Linked DNA regions of Mus musculus: all the other regions are linked to region 6. Evidence: chromatin contacts called from public Hi-C and promoter capture Hi-C data. All regions are on one chromosome and are shown on one strand. The core of a region is the stretch at or near the end of the contact, and the rest is flanking DNA. Distances in the headings are between cores, read along the strand shown. Region 1 holds the start of 4930402H24Rik (RIKEN cDNA 4930402H24 gene). Region 2 holds the start of Cds2 (CDP-diacylglycerol synthase (phosphatidate cytidylyltransferase) 2). Region 3 holds the start of Pced1a (PC-esterase domain containing 1A). Region 4 holds the start of Itpa (inosine triphosphatase (nucleoside triphosphate pyrophosphatase)). Region 5 holds the start of Ptpra (protein tyrosine phosphatase, receptor type, A). Region 6 holds the start of Rnf24 (ring finger protein 24). Region 7 holds the start of Lzts3 (leucine zipper, putative tumor suppressor family member 3).

Region 1 (3,468 bases), core at 637-3,136, 510 kb before region 6:
GGGGCCTGCAGAATGGCTCAGTGGGTAAAGGCACTTGGCTGCCAAGAGACCTGGCTGAGTCCAATCCTGGTGACCCACATAGGAGAAAGGGAAGAAAAGACTCCTGGCAAGGTGTCCTCTGACCTTCATACTCCCAGTGGCAAGCACAGTGAGTCTCTCTCTCTCACATATACATACACACTACATATATACACACACAATACACACACATAAAACACATACACACACACAATACATGCATCTACACACACAAACACAGACACAATTTAAAAATAAAAAAGAAGCCAAGCAAAGTGGCTCATATCTTTAATCCCAGCACTGAGAAGCAAGTGGATCTGTGAGTTCAAAACCAGTCAGGCCTACAAAGTGAGTCTCTGTCTTAGGAAAAAAAAAGTCATTTTCATTCTTCATAGTTTTGATAAAAGACAACAAAACTCTACAAAACACAAGGCTAGATGTGCTATAGCACTTGTCCAGCAAAAGCAATGTATTGGGATTTGACCCTCAATACTAGAAAGAAACACACACACACAGACAGAGAGAGAGAGAAGAGAGAGACAGACATGAGAGAGGAGAGAGAGAGAGAGAGAGAGAGAGAACACAATACAACACTCAATCAAGAACACAGAAAAAGCCGGCCAGACACGGTGGCACAGACTCAGCATTCAGGAGGCAGAGGCAGGTGGATCTTTTCGGGTTCAAGGTCAGCCTGGTCTACAGTGAGACCCGGTCTCAATTAAAAAAAAAAAAAAAGACAGAAAATAGGATAAGCTATTCTAATATTAGTTGACAACCCCCACTCAAGGGAACAATAGCATATTGCTTTGCCAAATGGCTGCAAGTAAGCAAACAAAAAAGGCCTCTTCTGGTTTAATGACAGGTTAGCAGTACCCAAACCCCAATGACTCCTCCCTTCCCTTTCTTATAGGCTCCTACTGCAACACCTCCACCACTCCAACCTCCGCGTTTCTCTGGCAGCCGCATACTAGCTCCTTCACAAACAAAGCCCGGACGGCTATCAAGGTCAGCCCCAAAGACAGAGAGCAGAAATTGGAAACAGATCTTCTGTATGGAAAAGGGCAGGGCAGCACTCCCTAATATCAACTCCCCTTCCAGTCCACCCGCACTCCTTATCACGAACCTAGTGTCAGCCGCTCTGGGGGGTTCCGAGCCTCCTTTTCCCTCTCCATCCAGTTTCCTTTTTCTTCCTGCGCCCCCAATGACCTTCAAGCCCCTGAAACAGGTGCTCCCCAAGGGAAAGGGGTTGGATGCAGTGGCCAGGGACAGGTGAGCGGAGTTCCCTGTACACGCAGGGGACTGGAAACTCTATAATCGAGCGGCAGTCTGGGGCAAAGGGTCTGGACACCTAGGAGCAAAGGGGTTTACGCGGCAGTTTCGGGAGCTCCACTCGCGTGAACACAGGGCCTCTAGCGGTGGGCTGTCGGTGGGGAAGGTTTAAGGGAAAACCGGTCCATGGGGTGGGGATGTCACAATGGGGTCTTCCCGGAAACCGCAGTGGGTTGTCGAGCTACAGACATAGCAGGGTCCCTCCAGAAGGCCGCCTGTCCCTGGGCAAACGTTCTTCTCAGAGCCGTTTGAAACAATCCTCCGCAAGGAAGCCATATCAGACCACGCCCTGCCGCCCGAGGCGTAGCCGCCCCAAGGCGCATCCCGGGCCACCCTCGGCTGTCTCGACGCGGCATACCTGACGGAGGCCGCCCCACTGCCAAAGGTGCCAGCGAAGCGCGCGGGGGACAGCCCCAGCTGCTGGGGGTCGAACGAGTCCATGGAGGCTGGCGGCGTAGGACCTGGGGGCCGCGGAGGGTCGCTGGGGCCGGCACCGCTGCGGGCCAGCGGCAGGGCGGAGCGAGGGTGCGCCAAGGGGGCGGGGTCGGCGCGCGCGGGCACGCGGGGGCGGGGCGGGAGCGCGCGCAGCGGGGGCGTCAGTGTGAGTCCGGCCCAGCGCCGCACCGTGCTGCGGAGGAGCCAGACGGACTTGGGGTGCGGGCCGCCAGGCGCAGGCTCCGGGACACCACACCTCCGGGCCCTAAGGTCTCTCAGTGCGGTGAGGGTTCTGCGGGAGCTACAGCCACGCTCGCGGACGCGCCCGGGGCGGGGTCTCGCTCCCGCGAGGGCCGGGCTAGGCTTCTTCTGGTCTGTATTTGGCTTTATCTCTAGGTGTCCTGGACCGCTGCCTGGCTACAGTTATCTGTTTCACATCAGTTGCCTATCCATCCTTGGAACGTTCGGCCCCTTAGCGATGCGGCCTGTTGAGAGCACTGGCATCAGTGTGCTCACAGTATCCCAGGAGACGCCTGCCTTTGCAGTTCAGAGTCTGGATAGAATTGTTTCCAGCTGTGGGTCGGTGGGCCAGAAAAAATCTCAGAGCCCAAGTTCCTTCCTGCATAAAGTGGAGAGTTGCTTACTATATACAAGGTCTACTTTAGCATCACATATCGACCTTGTCAAGATGTCCTACGTGTCCTAAATTCATCTTTTCATGGTAAATTATAACACCACAAGACTAGTTTCCCTGCTACAATGATCAGCCTTTGAATTATTTATAAATAGTACTGGCTGAAAAAAATCCTTCTTCCACTCATAAAGATTTTAACAATCCCCAAGGTATCTCTTGCAGGTTTGAAAAAGAGAAGGAACTAAAATGCTTATTTTTATACTTAAAGGAAAATAAAATTTTGCCTTCAGACCCAACTCGTGAATGTGTAACCATTGTTTAGAGGTAACCAACACAGTATCTGAAAATCAGCCAATCAGAGACAGCCTCTCTTCAGGGGCTTCCAAATCAGCCAGTTATCAACAGCTTCTGAAACCCAGCTAATCATTGACAGCAGCCCAATCAGCAGCGCAATGACCAGGCTTCCGAATGAAAGAGCCTTTCTTAGCTGCTTTGTTCTGTAGACCACTGTTAACAGCCAGGAGACTGTAAATTGCTAAACAGTCAATTTATTGAAACACCTCGAGCTTTTACGCACCCAGTCATTATATACATCTCCAGCTCTGTTAATCAGCTTTGAGAATACATCTTTTCTCTACAAGCAAATGTGATATTCACCTTCTTCCTTCCTCCTCCATTTGGTATGTTTTATGTAGCCTAGGCTGACCTTGAACCCCTGAACTTGAACCCTTGAACTCTTGCTTCAACCTCCTAAATTCTGAGATTACAGGCCTGCATCATCATGTCCAGATGGAAGGCTACTACAATTTGTAGCACAGAACAAAATTGTGTGCCTTTGGTTGCTTGGCCAATGTCGTGGTATGCAGATATCACATCTTTTGTATTCATTTATCAGTTAATGAATATAGAAGCTTTTTTCCACACTTTCTGTGCCTTAGCTTAATGCCAATATGACCAAATACCGAAAGTTTTTGTGTAGACATGTTTTTAATTCTCCTGTATATGTAGTATACTCCTAGAAGTGTACTGCTTGATTATACTGAAAGTCTGTG
Region 2 (3,247 bases), core at 473-2,972, 910 kb after region 6:
ATCCTAGAGGCCAGAGGAGGGACTTGAGTCCCTTGGAACCAGAATTATGGGCAGTTCGTCCTGTATGGGTGCTGAGAACCAAACCTCCTTCCTCTGCAAGAGCAATAAGTGCGCCTAACCATTGAACCATTTCTCTAGCCATGTATTCTGGTCTCAAACTTGCTCCAAGGAACTTGACGCCCTTAATTATCAGAAAATAGTCACATGATATTATCACCACCCTTCACCTCTATCCTTTTTCTTTTCCTTTCCTACATAGTGATAGGGTGTTGAAAGGGTGGAAGAAGAGGGTGGAGAAGGGTAGAAGAAAGAAAAAAGCCCACAAAGTAGCCAAAGTCTGGCTTCAAAAGGTATTTATTTCTAACAGAACAAAGCAAAAACCCAAACCCAACAAAACCAGCAAACACCAGTAGAGGAACAAGAGCACCCAAGCATTTGTGCAAAGCTGTTAAATAGCAAATAAAATGCAAAGACCAGAGGGCTGAAGTTTGTCTAAGTATTTTGCTGTTAATTTGAAACATCATAACAAGAATTTGAGAATGTAAGTCTTTTTCAGAACTCTTCCTATTTTCTGAAAACTCACAGCTCTGGTCAAAATCTCTAAAAGGAACCTGACCCTTGGTGTGGAAGACTTCTTTGAGATTGCAATCTGGCTAAGGACTGGGAGCCCTGTTTTGCATGAGAACAATGCTGGAACAGCACCCATAATACTGAATTCAGGCAGCATATGTGAACATTGGTTACAGCGTGGTAACAAACGTCTGAGTTCTAATTCTTACTCGTACCCTTGTAGCTGCTGGCTAAATGCTTAAACTAGGTCAGGAATAGAGGGAGGGGCTCCATAGGAAACATTCCTTTCAGCCCAAAGGTTTTCAAAGAATTAGATGTGGGTGTTAACTTACTCACAGAAGTTGTGGTTAACAAGAGCCAAACCTGAGGGTTTTTTTTTTTTTTTGAACGATTTATTTTTATACATGAGTACACTGTAGCTGACTTCTGATACACCAGAAGAGGGCGTAAGATCTCATTACGGGTGGTTGTGAGTCACCATGTGGTTGCTGGGATTTGAACTCAGGACCTTTGGAAGAGCAGTCAGTGTTCTTACCCACTGAACCATCTCGCTAGCCCATAGGTCCTGAGTTCTACCTTCAGCACAAAACAAGACAAAAACTTAAGACAAGCAATATCTTGGATGATGTTACTTGCAGATATCATATCCATTTCTAAGTGTTTTTTGTTGTGGTTGTTTGTTTTTTGATACAGGGTCTCAGTAGCAGTGGAACAGGTTACATAGATCAGATCCACTTGCCTTTGTCTCTGGAGTGCTGTGAACAAAAAAGGTGTGTGATTGGGACGAGACTATTTCTGAGTTCGGTGCTTAGACAGAATCAGTGCTCACTAAGTTACCAGCGACCATGGCTTGGCAAGGCAAAGTGAGCTGAAACAGGTTTCACCTCCTGCTATGATGTTCAGAGGTCCACCTGGTCTCTTCGTTTGGACTCCCAAGCTGAGAGCAGCAAGTCTAGGCCGCTACGAGGCGCTGTTGTCCCCCGGTAACAGGTTACCTTCTGGACCCAGCACTCGCGCGCGGGGACTTGCGGTAGGACGCAAGGACCCCATTGGTTCACTCTGCTCTTTTTCTCCCGCCCCCTCTAGGTTTTGTCCAATGAGTGTCTCGAACTCCGCTCACGCCCCCACCCCCGCCAGGCTGCCCCGCCTCCTGGCGTCTGGGGTTCCAGGCGGAGATGGCGGCAGTGCGCGTGCGCGCTGGCTCGCAGCTTCCCGGGAGGAGGAGCGAGCGGCCGCTGGGGAAACAGCGGCTCCGCTCTCCGGGCAAGGGCGGCGGCAGCGGTGCTGGGCGGGGCCGGGCTCGGGGCTAGTGGCGCTGCTGCAGGGGCTGTGCGAGGCACGGTGGGGCTGCGAGGTGCTCGGGCCCGCCGAGAGCCCGTGCTCACTGAGCCGACCCCCGCGGCCACCGTGCTGCTCACTCGGGGTGACGTCGCGCCGGGGTCCCCAGCATGACCGAACTACGGCAGAGGGTTGTCCGCGAGGACGCACCTCCGGAGGACAAGGTAGAGGCATCGTTAAGTGCGGAGGGGCGCGCCGGCAGCCTCGCCCTCTGACCTTTATCGCGGCCCTGGGTACCAGGCCTGGGTTGCGCAGAGGGTCGGCGGGTGTCTTTTGCTTGTGGGGACAGCGGTCTGCGGGCGCGGGGAGTAGCGCGTGAGCTCTGGAGGGTCTTCGCCTTCCCTAGGCCTTCCCGATGTGGACGCTGGACACCCCACAGACCTTGCTTGGGGCCCGGAGAGCGCGATGTAGGCTCACCGCTTGCTTTACAAGTATTGCTGTTGATTGGGGAATGGGGGAGGACTCAGGCCATAGCATTTGTCTCCTGGGAGATTAAAACCTTCTTTTGAACTTGATTAAAACATTAAATCTGTTGGTTCTATCAGAGAGGAGTCTTGATCCACTCCGTGAGAGGGCGGGTTAGTGAGCAGGTGTGTGCTCCCAATGGTGGGTTTGTTTACTGCGCCAAGTGTGGGCATTGATGGGGTAAAGGAGGAAGGTAAGGAGGAGGCCATTTTGGCAGGGACACAGCCAATGTGGGGGCGCTCCTTTGGTTGAAAGTGCGAGGTTTGTGTGAAGTTGAGAAAGGTGGAGGGTGGTTGTTTTACTGTGGACATTGAATGACGGACCGTATTTGTGGTTCGGATCAGTGAGTGATGAGTAGAACCGGCTGAGGTAGCCTGGACCAGAATGATGGAGACTGGTTAAGTCAGAGATTGTCAGCTTGTGACCTGCAGAAGCTCTCGTACGTAGGCCTGCGTGCTGATACGGAAATAAGGGTTCCGTTGAAGGTCTGTTTCTAGCCTGTCTTCAATAAAGGAGGAGGATATGCCGCGTTTCCCCTGATTAATAGTTGACAGAGTTTAGTATCTTTGTTTGCTTGTTCGAGACTGGGTTTCTCTTTGTAGCCCTGGCTGTCCTGGAACTTGATCTGTAGATCAGGCTGGCCTCCATCCCAGAGATCCTTCTGAGTGCTGGGACTAAAGGCACCCCACCCCCCAATGCTGTTTAAGGAAACAGCATCAAGCCTAAGCACCCACGTTTGACATCAGAACTTTTGTTTTAGATAGAATCTCTCTAGGAAGCCCTGCTAGCTAGTTTGGACCTCCTCCACCTCTGCCTATCCTGTGCTGTATAAAGGCACTAGCCCCCTAGCCAGCTTGTACCTTTTTACTGTGTT
Region 3 (3,703 bases), core at 511-3,010, 930 kb before region 6:
CTCCTCCAGGATGTCCTCAAGGTACTCGGAGTAAACTCGGGTGAGGAAGTAGAAGCGCACAAGGTGGTGGCCAGAGCCAGAGCAGAACTGGCGGACCTCGCGGTACTGTGTCCCGTTGTGCAGCTCTCCCAGCTGGCCCCCAGCCACCAGCTGGTCCTGTTCAAAGCTCAGCTCCCCCTGCCCACCCACCCCACCCGATGGTCAGATCCATGCCAGGTAGGTGGTCCTTTTCAGGCCAGGGTCTGCACCCACCCAACACTGGCATGGCTGCCAAGCTTCTCTCACCTTGGCTTTTAACTGGGAAGCTGTGAGCAGTGTGTCTTTCTGGAGCAGAAGCACCAGGTCCTTATACACAGCTCTTTGGACTGCAGGGAGACAGGGATCCCAAGGTTAAGGTCGGCCTCACCCCCTCCCAGAGTTTCCCAAATGAAGGCCTTTGTTTTCCAGGGATTGACTCTCCAACAGCAGCTCTATGGAGGGTTGGCTTAGAGAAGAAAAGACGAGATTTTAAAGCCCTAGCTCTGCTCTTTCCAGCTATTTCCCTCTCCTCTAGCTTATGTACAGCGACCAAAGACCAAATGGCAAAATTAAGTTGGTCCCATCCCTAGGAAAACACACAACATAGCCCACAGGTCCTTTTAAGAAAATCATGAAGGGCAACAACAAATAAAGATGCCACACTCATGGGCTAAAAAATAGTGCACAAATGATATGCCGGGGCACCCAGGGAAGGTACATAGGGAATTTAAAAAAGAAAAAAATGCAGTCTAGTGTCCTGAAACAGAGTAAGAGATGGAGAAGTCTGAAATGGAGATGTGGCGTGCAGACAAAGAAAAGGTTGAAGATACAGGGCGGTGAAATGTCATCCTAGAGTGGTCACTCACTGGAGTCCCCCAAAATGACCACGAACTTGTTGTGTAGCAGCTGCTGGACTTCTGAGGCATGGAAGTGGACCATGGCGCTTCCCAGCAGGCGGTGTGGCATCTCGTTTTCCAAACAGAAGACCATGCTGCCACTGACACCAGCTGCAGGGAGAGGCCAATAAGCTGACAGAGGGCAGGGACTCTAGGTAGGTCCGGTCTGTTCCAAGATGACCCATGCGCGCTGGCCCCTCCCTGGCTGCTCTGTGTAATGGGGAGGAAAGTGGGAGCGGCAAGGCGAATCCCAACACGGCAGCAGCCTTTATCACACTCGGAGGGAAGAAGGGTCACTTGGGCCGTAGTCTTAGACTACAGCGCTTCGCGCGCGCAGAGACGCCTTTGCCCTGCCACGTGTCAACGGCGGCCCCGCGCGTGCGCATTCGTCCGCTCGCGCCAGTTACCAAGTCTCTCGGGGGCTCCAGGGATTCACGGGCCAGTAGGGCAGGCCCAGGTGCCGTGCGACAGCGTCTCGGCAGCGATGTCCTGATCTAGAGTCAATGATCCCATGCCCCTGGAGAGCGGTGGGTTCTGCAAAGATCCCGCCCCACAGAGCCCGGGTGCCCAGGTTAGCTGTAGGTACGCAGCTCGACGCCCAGCGCTCGCCATGCGTGCGCTACGGTGGTCCAGCCAACGCCTCCAGCATCTGTGCCTCAGATGCTCATGGCTCCCACTTTCGGTCACCCGTGTCCCGCCCTATGCGATCCCCAACGCCGGAGGAGTCAGAAAGGCAGCGAGGTTGGCCGCTGTGGAGGACAGAAACCAGGGCTAGGTCCACTCGGGCCGCCGCGCCGAGGGCAGGACGATAGCTCAGCGTAGCTTGCCCACAGTTCTGATGGCCGCTAAGGCGGCCTCGTCACGTGACCCCGAAGGGCGGAAGCGGAAGTGCGGCCTGAGCTTGCGCTAGGCGGGTTTTTCCTCGGCGACTCTTGCCGCCAGCTGTACTAGACATGGACTGTTACACTGCGAACTGGAATCCACTCGGGGACTCTGCCTTTTACAGGTGAGCTGCCCGACGCCCCACCTTCCGTCCCACAGCCCAGCTTACCTTGCTTGTCTGCTGCTGGCTTGAGCCTCCCGGCAGAGCCAGCAATGCTCGCCCCGGCCACTACGCGTGCTGGCGTCCGTCCCTATGGCGGCTCGCCTGAGCGTCTGCCACTTTACGCACTTTAGGGGCAGCAATCTGGTCCTTCCTTTGCGCCAACTGAGGCAAGCTGAGAAGCCACCCCTAAACCGAGGTCTGTTGGCCTCCGGAAGGATGCTTAGATCACGTAGAGGGAGGCCGCCCCGCGGCGACAGCGAGTGCCAGTCTCCTTCCGGAAACTGCTGAAGTCGGACCACAGGGGCTCTCACAGGAAGGCGGGATCGCCACAGCGGGCGGGGTGACAGTACTGACCAAAGCTGAGAAAAGGGGATGAACCGCTTTTCAGTCTTGGGGCACTATTAATGAGGAACCCGAGGCAGTGGCAACTCACCGGGGTTGGAGTGCCCTTAGCTGTGGGTCTTTCTCAAGGCTAAAACTAGTAACGTGATTACAATGGTTACCGTCTCGTTGGCTTTATTTCTTTTTAAGATATAAAGTACAAACTGCTTGTGGAGCGCTCATCAATTGGTCAGCCTACATTTGTCACTCTCTGAGTGGTTTCCAACTTAACCTCAATCATCCTCAATCCGTGGGTGTACCAGCTTCACAGAATTAATTGCAGGACCTCATCACACCAGGCAATTCCATGGCTTTGTGTTTGCACAGTTCTATAGTCGCTTCTATGGGCATTGCTATTTTCCTCTTTATCACCCTGAAGAATGTTGCTCATCTTTCAGGACCTGCTTGGTTTTCCTACAGTAGAATCCTTTTATGCCTCACAAAGGTCCAGTTGTAGAGTCTTATCATATGTGGCACACGAGGGCAGTGTTGGTATGAGTTTCTCGTGCTAAGCTCTTGAAGGCTAAGAATACTTCTATTTCCCATGCATATTTAGGCTAGTGCCTGTTACCTAATAGTTGGTCAGCCTTTGGTGGCCCACGCCTCTTAATCCCAGCACTCTGAGATTCAGGCCACCCTGCTCTATAGCTCAGGCCAGACAGGGCCACATAGTAAGACCCTGTCTTGAAATAATAACAGAAACAAGCAAAACCTAATCATTACCCAACAAAATGGTAAAGAATGTTTTATTGATGTACCCGAAGATCACAAAGACATTGCGTTGGCGTCTTATTTCAATAGAAGACTTTGAGCCGGGCGGTGGTGGCGCACACCTTTAATCCCAGCACTTGGGAGGCAGAGGCAGGTGGATTTCTGAGTTCAAGGCCAGCCTGGTCTACAAAGCGAGTTCCAGGACAGCCAGGGCTATACAGAGAAACCCTGTCTCGAAAAAACAAACCAAAAAAACCAAAACAAAACAAAACAAAAAAACCCAGAAGACTTTGCTTCTGCTCATAGCCAAACTTTTAAATGGAATTGTGTTGTTTGCAATGTAATGCATTTTCTAGACAGAGGATGCCTTGTGGTAATTTCTAGAGCTCTGTTACATTTGTTTAGTCATGATTTCTCTTAGACACATGTACAATATGAAGCAACTGAAAATACTAATGAGCAGAGTGTGGTGTCCCATCCACAACCTCATATAACACATAGCCCTTGGCATGTGGAGGCTGGAAGACTAGGATTGCCAGTTCAGCCTTAGATGGATATATATCAGAGGCCAGCCTTGGCAAGATGAGACTCTGTCCCCAAATACATATTTAAAAGGCTAAAAAATAATAAATATAAAATATTAGCTATTGTA
Region 4 (3,456 bases), core at 842-3,341, 690 kb before region 6:
AGACCTGCCTGGCTCCTGAATTATTATTATTTTTTTTCCGAGACAGGGTTTCTCTGTGTAGCCCTGGCTGTCCTGGAACTCACTCTGTAGACCAGGCTGACCTCGAACTCAGAAATCCACCTGCCTCTGCCTCCCAAGTGCTGGGATTAAAGGCGTGTGCCACCACACCTGGCTGGCTTCTTAACAAATGTTATTTTATATGTGATATATATATATATATATATATGTATATTAATTACCTGGCCTATATATGTAATATATATGCTTATATGTGATTATATATATATATAAAATCTAGTACCTGTTCTCTCTCTCTCTCTCTCTCTCTATATATATATATATACATATATATATATATATATATATATATATATATATATTTGTGTGTGTTTGTGACTTCTTGGATGTTAAATGCCTCAGCTTCTCTCTCTCTCTCTCTCTCTCTCTCTCTAACCTTTGCTTTAAAAACCTCTACTTCTCCACTTTTCTGAGGATTCCCTTTAACTTCATGAAAGAGAGAGACAAGTGACATGCAGGAAGGGCCATGTTACTCAGCCCAGCCTTTCCCAGCCAACTCTAATGAACCACAGGTCCTCAAAAAATAACACCATCGAGGGGCAGTGAAGAGGACACTATGATCTGTCTCCAAAGACACTGTATACAGCAAAGCTTCTGAATTGTGTAACACGCAATATTAAGGTCACGAGCAAAGATTTGAGGAGAACATAGCTTTGGCTACTCTGTGAGGACAGCTCTAGAGTTTAAGAAAAACTCATTAGTGGGCTGGGTATGTGGCTCAGTGGTACAGTGCTTGCCTAAGTCCCATAAGCCCCTTAAGTAAGTTGCATCTATATAACAATACCCAAGGCTGTACAAGGTTAATAACATTAAGCTAAACAGCCAGGCTTGATTAGGATTCTATTGTTTGTGTGTGTGATTCTGGGGGCCAAACCCAGGACCTTGGTCATGCTATGCAAATGTTCTACCATCAAGCTACATCCCTGACACCATATATAGCCCAGGCTAGCCTTTAATTCATGATCTTCCTGCTTTAATCTCAGTGCTGGGATTATAAATGGCCACACTTCCAGCTAGCACCCTGTACTTTTGTTTTGTTTTTTGTTTTTCGAGACAGGGTTTCTCTGTATAGCCCTGGCTGTCCTGGAACTCACTTTGTAGACCAGGCTGACCTCGAACTCAGAAATCCACCTGCCTCTGCCTCCCGAGTGCTGGGATTAAAGGCGTGCGCCACCATGCTCGGCTTTTTTTTTTTTTTAAGATGTTTTTTATATGTATGAGTGTTTAGCTGCTCGTATGTGCGCTGCATTATATATGCCTAGTGCCTTCAGAAACCAGAAGAGGGCAATGCATTCCCAGGAACTGGAGTTACAGACAACTGAAAACCACCATGTGGTGCTGGGAACACAACTAACTCTGGAAGAGCAGTCATGTACTTAACCGCTTGGCCATCTCTCCAGCTTGAGCTTACAACTTTCAGAGAACCTAGGCTCAGTTCCCAACATCCACACCAGGCAGCTCAAAAGCACTTGTAACTCCAGTTTCAGGGAATGCGACACCCTCTTCTTGAAGGGGCTCATGCACTCACAGGGTAGGGCTAAGAGGGTCACTCATCTTCCTTGGTGTGTTCCCAATGCAAAGGCTGAGGTGACGGAATAGAGAAGGGATAGGGTTAGCTGGGCAAGAAAAAAGGAGTCGAAACACTAGCTATCAAGCCTAACACGTAAAAGACTGCTTGGTTATGCTGTCTTAAGTTCGCAGTGAGGTTCGGATAGACTCCCAGGCTTACAGCCCTTGTCTAAAAGATAGTCTTTCTCAACAGAGTTGGAGGTGCCGGAGGGGCGCCACCACAGCCGACACCCGTCAGGGCGCGGGTTCTTGGCTCCCCGGAGTTGCTTAGCAGAGGATCTGCGCGCTGATAGACCTCTCCACCCCTCAGCGCGTCCCAAGCGCCTCAGACACAGGCTGCGGGATGCTCATCTGCCGCGGCTGCCACCTCCCGGATGTTGGCAGCAGTAGCCGGAGGCAAGCTTCAGGCATCCGATAGGGCCGGAAACCGAGCTACCTACTTCCGCCTCCGGCCGGAAGTACCTTCCCGGCAAAGGGTTACTGGGCATTCTGGACCGTAACCCTCGCTTGCAATGGCTGCGTCTTTGGTCGGGAAGAAGATCGTGTTTGTGACGGGAAACGCCAAGAAGCTGGAGGAGGTGTTGTGGGGTGTGGAGACTGTCTCGGAGGCGGGTGGTGATTGGGCTGCTGGGCTTTCACCAGGGATGCACGGGAGAGAAGGCGGGAAACGAGGCTACGAGTTGTAGCCTCGGGGAGTGTGGGGTTTGCCCCTGGCTGTGTTGAAGGTCTGGGCTTGGGGAGAGACCGCCGTGGAGTGTGGCGCCTTGAGGGTCAGAGGAATTTTTTTTTTATATATATAATCATTATTTTGGAGATAATGACTCGTGTAGTCCAGGCTAGTCTGACCCTGTTGTGTAGCCAGAACTGACTTTATTCTCTTGACCCTCCTGGCTTCCGAATTCTGGGGCTGCACGCATGCTCCACCTCACGAGTTTTTTAGATGAGCTGGTAAAGTCAGCAGGCTATAGGAGCTGGAGTAGTGACATGTGTGACAAAGATAAATTACCCCTGAAGCCCTAGATTTTAAACCTGAGTTCAGACACCTCCCCTCCTGAAAAGCAGTGTGTGTGTGTGGGGGGGGGGTAATGGAGGGATGTTGATCCAAATTGAGTATAGTTCCATCTACCCTTCCATATCTGAGATGTGTAATACCTCATAAGAATCATGGCTGACATGAATGAGGAAAGGCACTTGCCAGTCAAGACTGACCTGAGTTCAATCCCCAGGACACATGGGAAAGCCAGATGTGTGTAGCAGCACACTTCTGTAACTCCTCAAGATGGGAGGGAGAGGCTGAAGAATCCTCAAAGCTTGAAAGCTAGCCAACTTGAGGTACCCATAGCAGCAGAAATGCTGCCTACCAATTCACTGCATTCTTAAACTGAGGACAAAGGGACCTTTAATCCAAGTTACACCAGGCAAATGTTCCTCTTTCTGCCATTTTTTCATGACAACCTGATAATCCAAAACTGGCTATAGTGAACCTTTTATTCTGCTTGCTTTGGGACATAAAGCTAGTCTAAAAGTATGCTTGGCAGCGCTTCCTGAAATGAACACATCTCAGTATGTGTTTTCCAGAATCCCATGCTGTGGTCATCATATCCTCCTCCATCTGCCTCTCTCTAAAGCATGAGGCACTCACAGGCGTTTCTTAGTAGGGTTTGGCACGGTAGCTCTGACAAGGTTTCACTTTCTGGGAGAATAACACTGTTGTGTTATAGATAAAAGTCAGCAGTAGAAAGACTCGGGTTTAAAAAAAAAAAAAAAAGAATCATGGCTGACCACAGTATAACAAAAGGCAGGTTAACA
Region 5 (3,700 bases), core at 878-3,377, 900 kb before region 6:
TGTACAAGCAGGCCTGTGTCAGTGGTCTGGGATTGGATCAAGTCCTATCTAAGGGTTTGGGTTAGGATTTAAGCTTGGGGCCAAGTATGGAAGAGCTTCTAGATTAAGTTACCCATGGTGGCCATAGAGTAGATGAGGTCAGAGAGCCTGCCTGGTCTTAGTTACAGAACTTCAGCAAATGACCCTCAGAAGATGGGCAGTAAGTAGCCTGGGAAGGTGCTTGGTTTTCATTTATTTCAATTTTCGTATTTCTTGGCTTCATTTTCACCTTGGCACTTTAGTGAACATTCTTGTTAGTCTATTACCCATGTCCACCCCAGAATGTTTGCTCCTGAGAGTTGACATCTCTGACTTACTCTGAGAGGTGTCCAGTGCATGATCTGCATTCAGGACATAGAGAACAACTCATTGCTTCATTTACTAGACAGAAAGGTAGGCAGGGAGGGGAAGTGACTTGGACTTTTGAGGGGAAATGGGGCTCCTTTAATCCTATCCTTCAGCCCTGCTATTCCAGTTCTTACCTGCAGGCACCAATGCAGCAGAGAACAGGGAGCTCCCACTTATCTTTCTCTTGGTTCCTTTTTTTCTATTTTATTTTTCTTCCAAGATGGCTCTTGATTGTGCTAATGGGGTAGGGAGCTCTGAAAAGGACCAGGAGTCATAGGTTAACTGTAAATAAGAAAAATTTCAAAAAAATTAAAAAAACAAAAAACCCCAAAACAAAACAAACAAACAAACAAACAAACAAAAAACCGAAAGAAAGAAAAAGAAAGAAAAGAAAAAAAGTTTGCTGGTAGGGTTTGCTCTAAAGCCAAGAGGCTGCTTTCTTAGCCAAGAACCAGTATTTTTCAGATTTGTTTTGTTCTGTGTTGGTCTTGTTTTGTAAAGTATTGTGTTCTAGTGAAAGACCCAACTTTTCATTTGGTCACTTTTCAATTTGCTGTGTATTTGCATCCCTGATAGACTTTGTACTTTCTAGGAAATGGGCTTCTGGAACTTGTAGGAGGAGCGGACCTCATTGGCAGGAGTCTGACATTTAGGAGACAGGATAGAGGTCTTGTAGACTGTCACTGAGATGGCCCTGAGGAGGGAGATCAAGAGTCACAAATCTTAACTCAAGGAGAGGTTTTTACTACCCAGAGGGAGGAAGTTTAAAGAAGGCCCGCTTCAACGCACATTTGCAGGTCCTGGCTCTGGTCTGCGCACACTTACTTATTCAACAAATAAAGGAAGGGTGTTTGCATAGAGTTCTAACTTGGCGCCCTAGGTCTAGCAGCATCCAAAGTGCTCTAAACTGAGGACTGCTACCTTCCGAAAAAATCGACTTATGGTTCCTAGAAGCTAGATGCACAAAGAACGCTGTTCGCTTCCCTGGTCTCTCTCAGCGCTTTCAATCTTCTCCTGACCACTATGCATGTATCAAGAAGTATCTCCCCGCTCGCTGCGGAGCACCGTGTGCTGTGCTTCCATCCAGCTCTAGAGAATCAGGCCCAGCTTGCACATCTGGAAAGCAAGAGAGATTTCCCTAGGGTTCGGGTGGGGATGATGTGGGCTGGTTTATTTAAGATGACATACTCAGAGCTAGACCGGTCCTAGGTACTAGGCAAATTCTTCTCGCAATTACATCCTTTAAGTGCCTTACAACTAACTCTCTCTCTCTCTCTCTCTCTCTCTCGTGTGTGTGTGTGTGTGTGTGTGTGTGTGACAGAGAGAGAGAGAGAGAGAGAGAGAGAGAGAGAGAGCGAGAGCGCGAGAGAGGCAGAGGCAGAGGCAGAGGCGCGGGGTGTGTTAGAGAGAGGATCACATTTGGAGAAGGATGGAGATGGCTTTCGAGTGCCTGAGTTCACCAGTTGGTGTGGCTTGTGCCTGGTGTCAGTTTCCTCATCTGTAAACAAGGAAAAAAGCCCATGCCCGGGGGCCTAGGACCGTGACTAGGTGGGAGACGTGTGCCAGGGGAGGATAGGGAGCGTCCTGTCCTGTTACCCGGAGACCCCCAGTGCGCCCGGGGAACTCCGCGGCGCAGCGGGGCGCGCAGGGGTGGGGCTCACGGAGGCGGAGACGCCCGCCCGGCGTCAGCGAACCAGCGCCCGCCTCTCAACGGCCAATGACGAAGCGCCTTACAGCCCAGGCCGCGACGGGAGAGAGGCTGCGGCGAGTGAGGCGCTGACAGGGACTCGCGGGGGCATCTTGCACAGACCCCTGGACCACGCCGCCATCGCAGCCTCCAGCCCAGTCCTCTCTCTGCCGCTTCTCCTCGCCATGGAGGCGAGGCCGCCGCCGCCGCCGCGGGGCTTCGAGCAGCGGACCGGGCGGCGGCCCTGAGGGGAGCGGCGGGCCGAGACGCCGCCGCGGTCCTGAGGCGGAGCTGCCGTGCGCGTCCCCCGCGGTCCCGCCCAGCGCCGGGCTCGGTAAGCGTTCGCGCCTGCCGCCGTCGGGAGGGCTCGGGGAGGTGGGGTGGCTCGGCCGCGCGTGGGAGCGGTCCCTGGATCCTATCCTGGAGGAGCGCCTCTGGCTTGTGCATCCTGGCACCGTGGACAGGGGGAGGGGGTCCCGGAAACGTGCGGGACACAGACAGGCTGGAACTTTGCGGACGTCCTCCTCCGGCCCGGGCCAGGGCGCTGCCGTAGTTCATTCTGAAAGAAAAAAACTTTGAGCAGCGAAAATGGGATTTGCTCAGGTCCATTTAATGGGAGGAGATAGGTGGCACACGCAGTGACCATCCCACCTCCCACCTTCCCCTTAAGACCCCTTCCTGGTCCTACTCCCAGGCCCCTCTCTGCCGCCCATTCCCAACTGTTGTGTATGCTTAAGAAGGAAAATATGGACTTAAGCTACCCAGAATTCAAAAGCAGCCACTTGGGAACGCACATCTCCTGTGTTTACTTTCAGTAATTCTTAAAAATTGCCACGGGGGGGGGGGGTTGAGCCCCTAATATTTCCTAAAAATAACAACTACAGAGGCAGAGATGATCCTGTCTATTAGAGGGTTTTGTTGTTGATAGTGATGATATTTGTAGGACAAGCAAAAAAATGTTCCAAACCCTCTTGGACAGAGTGTGATGTCGGCCGAAGCCCTTGGCTAGGATAGGGAATTTCTGTTGAAAACCAGCCTCATGTCCCCGGCTATGGCACCACTTGTTACCTGCTAACTCTTGAAGCAGCCAGAGAACCAAAAGATGGTGGATGAGGAAAGACTGGGACAGGATGAACATCTTTCTGTCTGGATACTCCTTTCGAAAACGTAGATCAGACGCTGTCATTTGTGTGCTTAAAAACTCCTTCACTTTCCTTCCTCTGTGAATGAGATGGAGGAAAACCCAGATGCCTTACCGTTCCCTACAAGGCTCTTGGCAGTCCTTCCTGAACTTAATCTTTGATGGTTACCTCAGTCCTCTCATTCTCCTTTCTCTTCCACGCTGTGTTTAGCCATTCGGAGCGGCTCGGCCACCCCCTCATATGTGGGAGGGTTTTGCTTTCAGGGTCCCCCTTCTCACCCTTCCTTGCCTGGTTCCGGGCCTTCCTTGTTTGAGAAGCTTCTTGCGGACCGGCTTCTTCTGGGTCCTGTTTAAGACTTCCCTGATAGAATTCGTCCTAGTTATCTTGAAGCCCCTCAACCACCTCCCAAGAGAAATGTTTCCTAGTGTTTCCTGGCAGCCTGCTTGGAGTGTGGGTTGCCCATACCGGGACTTGCAGACTCTGA
Region 6 (3,424 bases), core at 913-3,412:
AAATCCAGGGTGTTGTGCATGCTAAGCAAGTACTTCGTGTTTGGTCCCTTGAATTAATTTCTGATCACTTAACATTCAGAAACTTTTGATTGCTAATGTTTGTGACTCCCACAGTTATGCAATCCCATATTGGATTGTGACCCACAGTTCACGAAAGAAAGATGCATAAAGCAAGAATTTCATTAAGAATAATGGATTGTCATCCAACCAGTGGAAACTTTCCTTCAAATTAAAAGCAAATGTTTCAGGCAGAGTCTATACATAAACAGATGTTGTGGAGGTTTACATGTCATTTTGTACTGAAATTTTACCAGGGATGAAAATATATGTGACTCAAAAATAAGTAATCTTGAAGAGAATCTTAAAGAAAACTGAACCCACTCAATTATTCATATATAAACTGCATTTTTTTTACCTCCACTATTTTGAATCAAAAGATCATAACAAAAATATTTCAAAAATGTGCTTTTTCACTCTACAAAATTAGAAGGGTAAAAAAGAAACAAAAATATCATTATCCAACTAGAGTAATAACTATCTTCTAAAATTCAAATAATCTTGCTTAAAACAAGATAACAAGGAAAAGTTTGTTGTTTATTGAGACAAGGTCTCATTCTGTGTTATGGCCTGGAAATTACTATGTAAATCAGACTGGCCTTGAAACCACAGAGATCCTACTGCCTCTTCCTCCCAAGTCCAGAGAAGGCATTTTCGGCCACACCTGCCTATCTTAAATACCTCTTTTTAACTGTCTAAGTGAACACACCCTATCAAGTTAAAGCCTATGGAACCCAGCAGCGCTTCCTAGCCTCTTTGGGGACGGAGAAGGGGGGAACCAGGAGCAGGGGCGAGGGGGAATGAAGACAAACAATGGAGGAAAAAAGGGGTGCTTTCTGATAAGTCATGTAAGATGATCTGTTCAGCTAGGCTGCACAACCAAACACACAAAAATTCAGATCAAAGCTAGGGTGCATACCACGGTAATATTTAGGTAATATCCTTTGCCAAAGCATTAAGGGGTGCGGGGCGGGGGCGGGGAGGGCGACGACCGGACTGACAAGAAGGTGGAAAGAACCTGCTAGACCACCTCTTATTAGAGCAGAAAGGCAAGAAACATAATCTGTCTGTATGGAAGAGTGGGGAAAGCAGTGCCCTAGATATATTGGGAGTATTCCTATAGATAGGTACACAAGCACAAAGACCTATTATCATGAACTAAGCCCAGAAAACAATGTTCAGGATGCCGGCGTACCGCCGCTACGTAAATAGATCACCATTAATCGTAAAAGAAAGTGTTCTAAATATACAGAGACATAAGAATGCAGACTCACACTTTCAATGAACAGACCCACTGGTTTTACAATGAGAAACAACGAAACACCAAAAGACCTGTTATCTGAAATAACACCAGAGACGAAGGGGTAAAGATGAAGTTATCTTTACACCTCTTTTCCTTCTGCCCTTTACGACGATCTCAGACGGTCTCATTTCACAGGACACACACCACTAAGGTCTCCGGAAACAAAGCAGGGTCACTAATTCTCTGGCCTGTGGGTGCACGCACGCCCCCCACCCACAAATGATGAGGCCGCCATATGACTTTCATTAATAAATAAGCCAACCAGAGAGGTCTCAGTGTGCCTTGCACGGTGTGACAACCAGGCACGAGACAAGCACCACAAAAGAAGGAGTGGCTCGGGACCAGAAAACCACTGCCACACCGCACCCCCCGAGACCAGCGTCGGTCCCCACCACCGACGCAGAGGCAGCGGCTCCTCCATCCTCCGCCCATCCCGCCTCCCCCGCCCGGGCCCAGCCCGAGGTGACCTCCGGGTGACAGCCCGCGCCGCCCTTTGTGCCTGTATGTGGGGACTAACCCACGGACCCCGGTCTCGGAGGGGGTGCGAGGCCGGCGCGCTGCCCTCAGCATCCCAGAGCCGGACCTGCGGAGCCTGCGCTTCAGCCTCAGCCGCGCGGCGCTCAGGCCCAGCCCTCCCCTCACTCACCCGGGCGACGGGCAGCGGGCGTGCGGGCGGCGGCGCCCGGAGTCAGCTTCTTGCGGTGAACTGCTAGAGCCGCGTCCGTGAGTCCGAGCCGCTGAGCTGGCGGTAGCGACTGCTTAGCTGCGGCCCCGGCGAGGGGCGGGCCCGGCGGGGGAGGGGCGGCGCCGCGCCTCTCATTCATGCCGCGGGGGCGGGGTGTGGGACCCGGATGCCCGGGCAAGTCCCGCCTCCTCACTGAGGGCGCGCGGCTTCATTGTCGGCAAGTGCGCAGGCGCGGCGTCCCTTCCGCTGGGCTACTGGCTGCTCTAGAGGATTGATTCGTGATGCCCAGCTATAAGGTTCATATCTTCTCCGCTGTGTAGTGTTTTCCGTGTATGTGGACGTTCGTAAGAGTTAAAAAAGTAAAGCTTCGCTTCTCGTAGCATCCGGCCCAAGAGTCCTCAAAGGTGAGGTACCCCTAGTTAGATCTTCCACCTGCTGCGCCTGTACAGACAGTGGAAGGAAATATATTTAAGAAACAGTGTGTCCTTTATTTAATTACATCTACTCATTACTCTCGACCCCCAGCTCCTATTCTACACTACAGACAAACTGACTCAGGATTTGGGAGCACTGAGCCCTTGCCTAAATTCTAGCAGGTCAGCGAAAGCATGCAGGAGTTCTCATAGCTACCACTGCTAAAACGGATTAGCAGAGGGTGTGGGTACCGCACCTCAGGCCTCCCTCCCTTAACTTCCCATTTCCCTGGGAGGTATTTCCCCCCCCCCCCCCGCCCCCAATCCTTCTATAAACCATAACTAGTTTGTGACTTTAAATTCATCATGGAAAATGCCCACCAGCCCATTCCTCCAGCTTTAGTAAACCATACATTTCCTAGGAAAGGGGAAGTAAGAAGGACTCAGAATGTTTAATCACAGACCCTCGACCCAACTTCCTCTCTCTCCAAATCAGGCCAACACCTGTGAGCTATTTCCCTTCTCTCCTCCCCACCTCTCCCCTGCCCTCCTCTTCCCTCCTCTCCCCCTCCTTCCCCCGCCCCCCTTCTACCTCTGCTCTCAGGATCCCTGCTGTGTTGTTGCCAGCTTAAAAGTCCTACCTAATTCTGTCACCTTGGCACATAGGCTAAGGCAGATCAGTACCGACATTAGGGTACAAAGCTTTCATATTCTTGGTCTCTTGTTCAAGGAATTGAAATAAAAGCTCTCACCGATGTGTAAAAGTAGCAAGAAAATTTAGTTGAAGCAAAGCAAGGGGGGGGGGGGGAGCAGCAAAGCAAAATAAAAAAAAAAAGAAAGAAAGAAATATTCAGGACACACTACAACGGAGCTGCAGGCCACGTGAGTGAAGATACTCAAGGGCTTGGATTACTATCTCAGGCTTTCTTTTACTGCATTCAAGAGAAGTGTCGCACAAACTAGAGT
Region 7 (3,428 bases), core at 322-2,821, 710 kb before region 6:
CTTGGTAGAGTTGGAAGGACAAGGAGTGGAATCTCTTTCCCTGGCAAGTAGGAACTGAGGGGAGAGGAGGGGCTGAGAGCCCTCTTTAGGACTTGAGGCTTGAGGAGGACTGCCCTAGGTGACAGTGTGATCTGCAAGGGCAGTTGAACCGCATCACTCTGGGATGATAGCCTGTTGCCTGAGCCTGCCTCCATTTCTGTTCTATCAACCCTCAGTGCCTGTGACATTACAATACTAGCAGTCAGAGGGGCCAAATGGACTCTGGCTAAACCCTTCCCCGAGCAGGGTCAAGGGCCTTAGAATTCCTGCAGCATCAGCTCCAGGTGTAAATCACAGCTCAGCTACGAAACCTCAAGCAGACTCAAATTCTCACACCTACCTTACAGCGATTTTTTAAAAAGGAAACGGATTATGTGTAAAATCCATGGTATTCTTTTTGGCACCCACAACCAAGTAGAGTTTGTAGCAGAGTCTCTAAGGCCTCTCTTGATATCCACCCTGTATTTCTCCTGAAAGCAGCTCTTCACTCCACACATGACCTCTTCTCAGCTCTCTGCCCAGCCTACATTCTTCTGGAACCAGTCCAAATACTCCTCAGCATCCTTGGTACCCAAGAGGTCTTGGAGCACTTAGCTCAGGATGACCCAGGGAGATTTCACTGTGAGCCTTCCCCATTGGAAGCCTGTGTTACCCCAGGGGTCTCTGGACCCCCCCCCCCCGGCATCATGAAAATGCAAGGCCAATACTTGTGGGGATGTTGGTTATGAGCAATGTCAATAGGAAATGAATGCAGACATAGAAACAAGGAAAAGCTTCCAGGAAGGATTAAGGGAAGGGATTCAGGGAGCAGAACTTCTTGGTTGGGATGTGTGAGGGGAGATTCATCTTCCCTTGGAAATGTGGGCACCTGCAGGGGAAGAGGCCCATCCCCTAGATCCTGACTCTGATGAAGCCAGTGCTTCAGTGCTGAAGGTACTGACAGCACACCCCCACCCACCCGCTCACACAGGAGCCTGCCTCAGCTGTGCATGTGTGTGTCAGAGTGTGTGGGGGGGGAGGGGGAGGGTCGCCATTCACTAGCACATAGACCCCAGCCACAAAATCTCTGCAAAGGTGCCACAGAGGTCTCCGCGGTTGGAGAAATTCCACCCATACCTCCCTCGGTTCTCCACCAACGCGCGTGGCCCCCGGGGGGGGGCGGGGTGCAGAGAGAAGAGGTGACATAATCCGGGCCGCACCCCCTCCGGCCGCCACCCCCCCCTCCCCGCGCGCCGGTTGAAGCGTCCATGACATCATCGGCCTCATCCCCCCCCAGCTCCCCGGTACCCTAGCAGCGGGACGCGCCCCCTCCCCAGCTTCCCACCGGCCAGAAGCAGCGAGCGATGCAGCGGGCATGGTGACCTGAGGGAGAACCTGGAGGGGCACCCCGGCAGGCCTGTATCACTTACTCACTGCCTCAGAGTCCGGCGCAGAGGCTCAGACACCGGCGCTAGCTGTCCCGCTCTCTGGCGCAGCCCGAAGCCCGCCCCACAGGGCGCGCGGCGCGGCCGGGCTCTGCTCTTGGCCCCTCCCGCCCCGCGCCCGGCCCGCCCACCAGCGGCTGCGGCAAACGCGGGCCCGCCCTCCGGCCACGCCCCCGGGACCCGCCAATCCTGGACGGGGGTGGGACTCGGTGCCTTAACCCCTTTGGTCGCTGAGCGCCGGCCCGCCTGCCCAAAAGGCTGGGTGGCAGATACTCGGCCTCAGTCCGTTAGCCACTGTACCAAATTCTTGGGGTCAATCCCCAATTTCTGTCCTACCAGAAATCCAGCAAATTCCTACTCTCTTTGAACCCCGTATCTGGGTGTATGAGCCCTTTGGTTTATGGACAACCTTGTTTGGACTCTAGATTCAACTCCTGCACCAGCTATTCCCTGTGCAGCAGATGTCCTAAATCCTTCAAATATGGGACTGGACAGATGGCTTAGTGGTCAAGGGCACTGGCTGCTCTTCCATAGAACCTGGGTTTAATTCGCAGCACCCACATGATAACTAGTTACAAGGGATTGGACACCTTCTGGCCTCTGCAGGTGCTGCACAAACATATGGTCGAAACAACCATACACTGAATTAAAAAATAATTAAGGGGGGGGAAAAAAACCAAAAAACCCTGAAGAGCCTTCAAACCTACAAGATGCGGGGGTGTGAAGGCACCTGTGACTATGATCTAGGTGGAGGCAAGAGCCAATAAATTGACCAATTTAAAACTTGACGCTACAGGAAATTTGTATTTTATACCTTGTGCCCCGTGCCTGCTGTAAAACTAACAAACCCCATCCTAAAAAGAGATTGAGTAAAGACTTTATCTTTGACTCAGATCAACACCTTGGCAAGTGCAGGTGGCATACACTAAAGGGGTTGCCAGCTGCCCAGGAAAACTTCCTAAAGGAAGCACTCAGCCTTCAACTATGCCCTTGGTCTGATCAGTATGAGGAAGCAAGCTAGGCCCAGGCTTCCGCCTTAGCAAAAGGCTGTAGGTTGTGATTGTGATAACTGATGAGTTTAGCCATCCTATGACATAGGACTATGTCATAGATTTTAATTTTTTTTGCCTTTTTAAACAATTGTTTTTATTTCCTATAGTGAATTTAATGAATTCCTGTTTTCAGTTCTAATGATTGCTTTTAAATGTATTAAGTAAATGCCTTTAATCCCAGAACTTGAGAGACAGAGGCAGGGTCTCTGAGACCGATTCTAACCTGGTCTACAGATCGAGTTCCAAGACAGCCAGGGCTACATAGAGAAAAACACTGTCTCAAAAAACCAAAACCAAAACCCAAAACCCAAACCAAACCAAACCAAAAAACCAAAAAGCCAACCAACCAAAAAAACCAATCAACCAATCCAAATAAGGAAGTATATTAAATAAACTAAGATCTTATTGTCATTAGCCAATGACAGATCATTTATATATTCTACAACTCTGTGAACTGAGTGTCATGGAAATGTGATGATCCTCATGGTTTGTGGCCACCATATTACAAGATATTCATTTAGGTCAGAGAGGTAACGTGTCATCCTTGTTTTAAGCAGATGAGTCCAGCTTTGCTACCCCTTTCAGTGAGAAGAGGATGAGAAGAGAACAGAATATGGGAAGAATCCCCAGGAGACATTTTCTTTTCCTCCTCCTCCTCCTCCTCCTCCTCCTCCTCCTCCTCCTCCTCCTCCTCCTCCTCTTTTTCCCTGAGGCAGGGTCTCTCTATAGAGGCATGGCTGTATGGGAACTCACCATCTAGACCAGGCCTCAAATTCAGAGACACCTGACGGCCTCTGCCTACCAAGTACTGGGGTTAGAGGTCTGTGCTACCAGGCAAGAGAAAGTTTTGATTGGCCCACAACAACATGTATTTCGAGACGTTATTGTGAGGGATTTTGTTTGTTTGGTTGGT

What was found. Promoter capture Hi-C pulls out the DNA fragments that hold promoters and counts their contacts. A called contact is a pair of places that touch in the nucleus more often than the background predicts.
Region 1: a Hi-C map of erythroblasts shows a contact between it and region 6, with 4 times the contacts expected there. The contact joins the promoter of 4930402H24Rik here to the promoter of Rnf24 in region 6. A contact is called at or near these places in 4 of 484 Hi-C or Micro-C datasets (CD4 T cells, embryonic stem cells and erythroblasts) and 1 of 115 datasets of contacts at active chromatin or transcription factors (astrocytes).
Region 2: a contact with region 6 is called in a promoter capture Hi-C map of liver. The contact joins the promoter of Cds2 here to the promoter of Rnf24 in region 6. A contact is called at or near these places in 2 of 39 promoter capture datasets (liver and neural stem cells) and 1 of 115 datasets of contacts at active chromatin or transcription factors (extraembryonic endoderm stem cells).
Region 3: a contact with region 6 is called in a promoter capture Hi-C map of pre-B cells, with 5 times the contacts expected there. The contact joins the promoter of Pced1a here to the promoter of Rnf24 in region 6. A contact is called at or near these places in 1 of 39 promoter capture datasets (pre-B cells) and 1 of 9 other capture datasets (liver).
Region 4: a promoter capture Hi-C map of pre-B cells shows a contact between it and region 6, with 5 times the contacts expected there. The contact joins the promoter of Itpa here to the promoter of Rnf24 in region 6. A contact is called at or near these places in 6 of 39 promoter capture datasets (the C10 cell line, cranial neural crest, frontonasal cranial neural crest and 3 more), 1 of 484 Hi-C or Micro-C datasets (pre-B cells) and 1 of 9 other capture datasets (embryonic stem cells).
Region 5: a promoter capture Hi-C map of pre-B cells shows a contact between it and region 6, with 5 times the contacts expected there. The contact joins the promoter of Ptpra here to the promoter of Rnf24 in region 6. A contact is called at or near these places in 2 of 39 promoter capture datasets (erythroid cells and pre-B cells).
Region 7: a promoter capture Hi-C map of pre-B cells shows a contact between it and region 6, with 4 times the contacts expected there. The contact joins the promoter of Lzts3 here to the promoter of Rnf24 in region 6. A contact is called at or near these places in 2 of 39 promoter capture datasets (cranial neural crest and pre-B cells) and 1 of 9 other capture datasets (embryonic stem cells).

The regions. Positions count from the first base shown.
Region 1 is chr2:130,838,259-130,841,726 of GRCm38.p6, forward strand. 4930402H24Rik (RIKEN cDNA 4930402H24 gene) reads right to left here and starts at 1,887. Exons shown (of 37, transcript NM_029432.2): 1 at 1,706-1,887. The coding sequence starts at 1,788.
Region 2 is chr2:132,261,426-132,264,672 of GRCm38.p6, forward strand. Cds2 (CDP-diacylglycerol synthase (phosphatidate cytidylyltransferase) 2) reads left to right here and starts at 1,723. Exons shown (of 13, transcript NM_138651.7): 1 at 1,723-2,072. The coding sequence starts at 2,019. It overlaps Gm46766 (a long non-coding RNA gene), which reads left to right and starts at 2,079. Exons shown (of 2, transcript XR_001783482.2): 1 at 2,079-2,315.
Region 3 is chr2:130,422,528-130,426,230 of GRCm38.p6, forward strand. Pced1a (PC-esterase domain containing 1A) reads right to left here and starts at 1,761. Exons shown (of 7, transcript NM_178762.4): 1 at 885-1,761; 2 at 286-365; 3 at 1-177. The coding sequence starts at 1,008. Vps16 (VSP16 CORVET/HOPS core subunit) reads left to right here and starts at 1,793. Exons shown (of 24, transcript NM_030559.3): 1 at 1,793-1,920. The coding sequence starts at 1,868.
Region 4 is chr2:130,665,711-130,669,166 of GRCm38.p6, forward strand. It overlaps Itpa (inosine triphosphatase (nucleoside triphosphate pyrophosphatase)), which reads left to right and starts at 2,092. Exons shown (of 8, transcript NM_025922.3): 1 at 2,092-2,225. The coding sequence starts at 2,160.
Region 5 is chr2:130,448,151-130,451,850 of GRCm38.p6, forward strand. It overlaps Ptpra (protein tyrosine phosphatase, receptor type, A), which reads left to right and starts at 2,128. Exons shown (of 21, transcript NM_001163688.1): 1 at 2,128-2,408. Gm52562 (predicted gene, 52562) reads right to left here and starts at 3,420. Exons shown (of 3, transcript NR_165481.1): 1 at 3,385-3,420; 2 at 3,143-3,294; 3 at 1-2,633.
Region 6 is chr2:131,350,730-131,354,153 of GRCm38.p6, forward strand. Rnf24 (ring finger protein 24) reads right to left here and starts at 2,163. Exons shown (of 6, transcript NM_178607.4): 1 at 2,007-2,163. It overlaps Gm30590 (a long non-coding RNA gene), which reads left to right and starts at 2,103. Exons shown (of 2, transcript XR_374984.2): 1 at 2,103-2,449.
Region 7 is chr2:130,641,273-130,644,700 of GRCm38.p6, forward strand. Lzts3 (leucine zipper, putative tumor suppressor family member 3) reads right to left here and starts at 1,572. Exons shown (of 5, transcript NM_197945.4): 1 at 1,449-1,572. The region is part of intron 2 of Gm52563 (a long non-coding RNA gene); the gene reads left to right.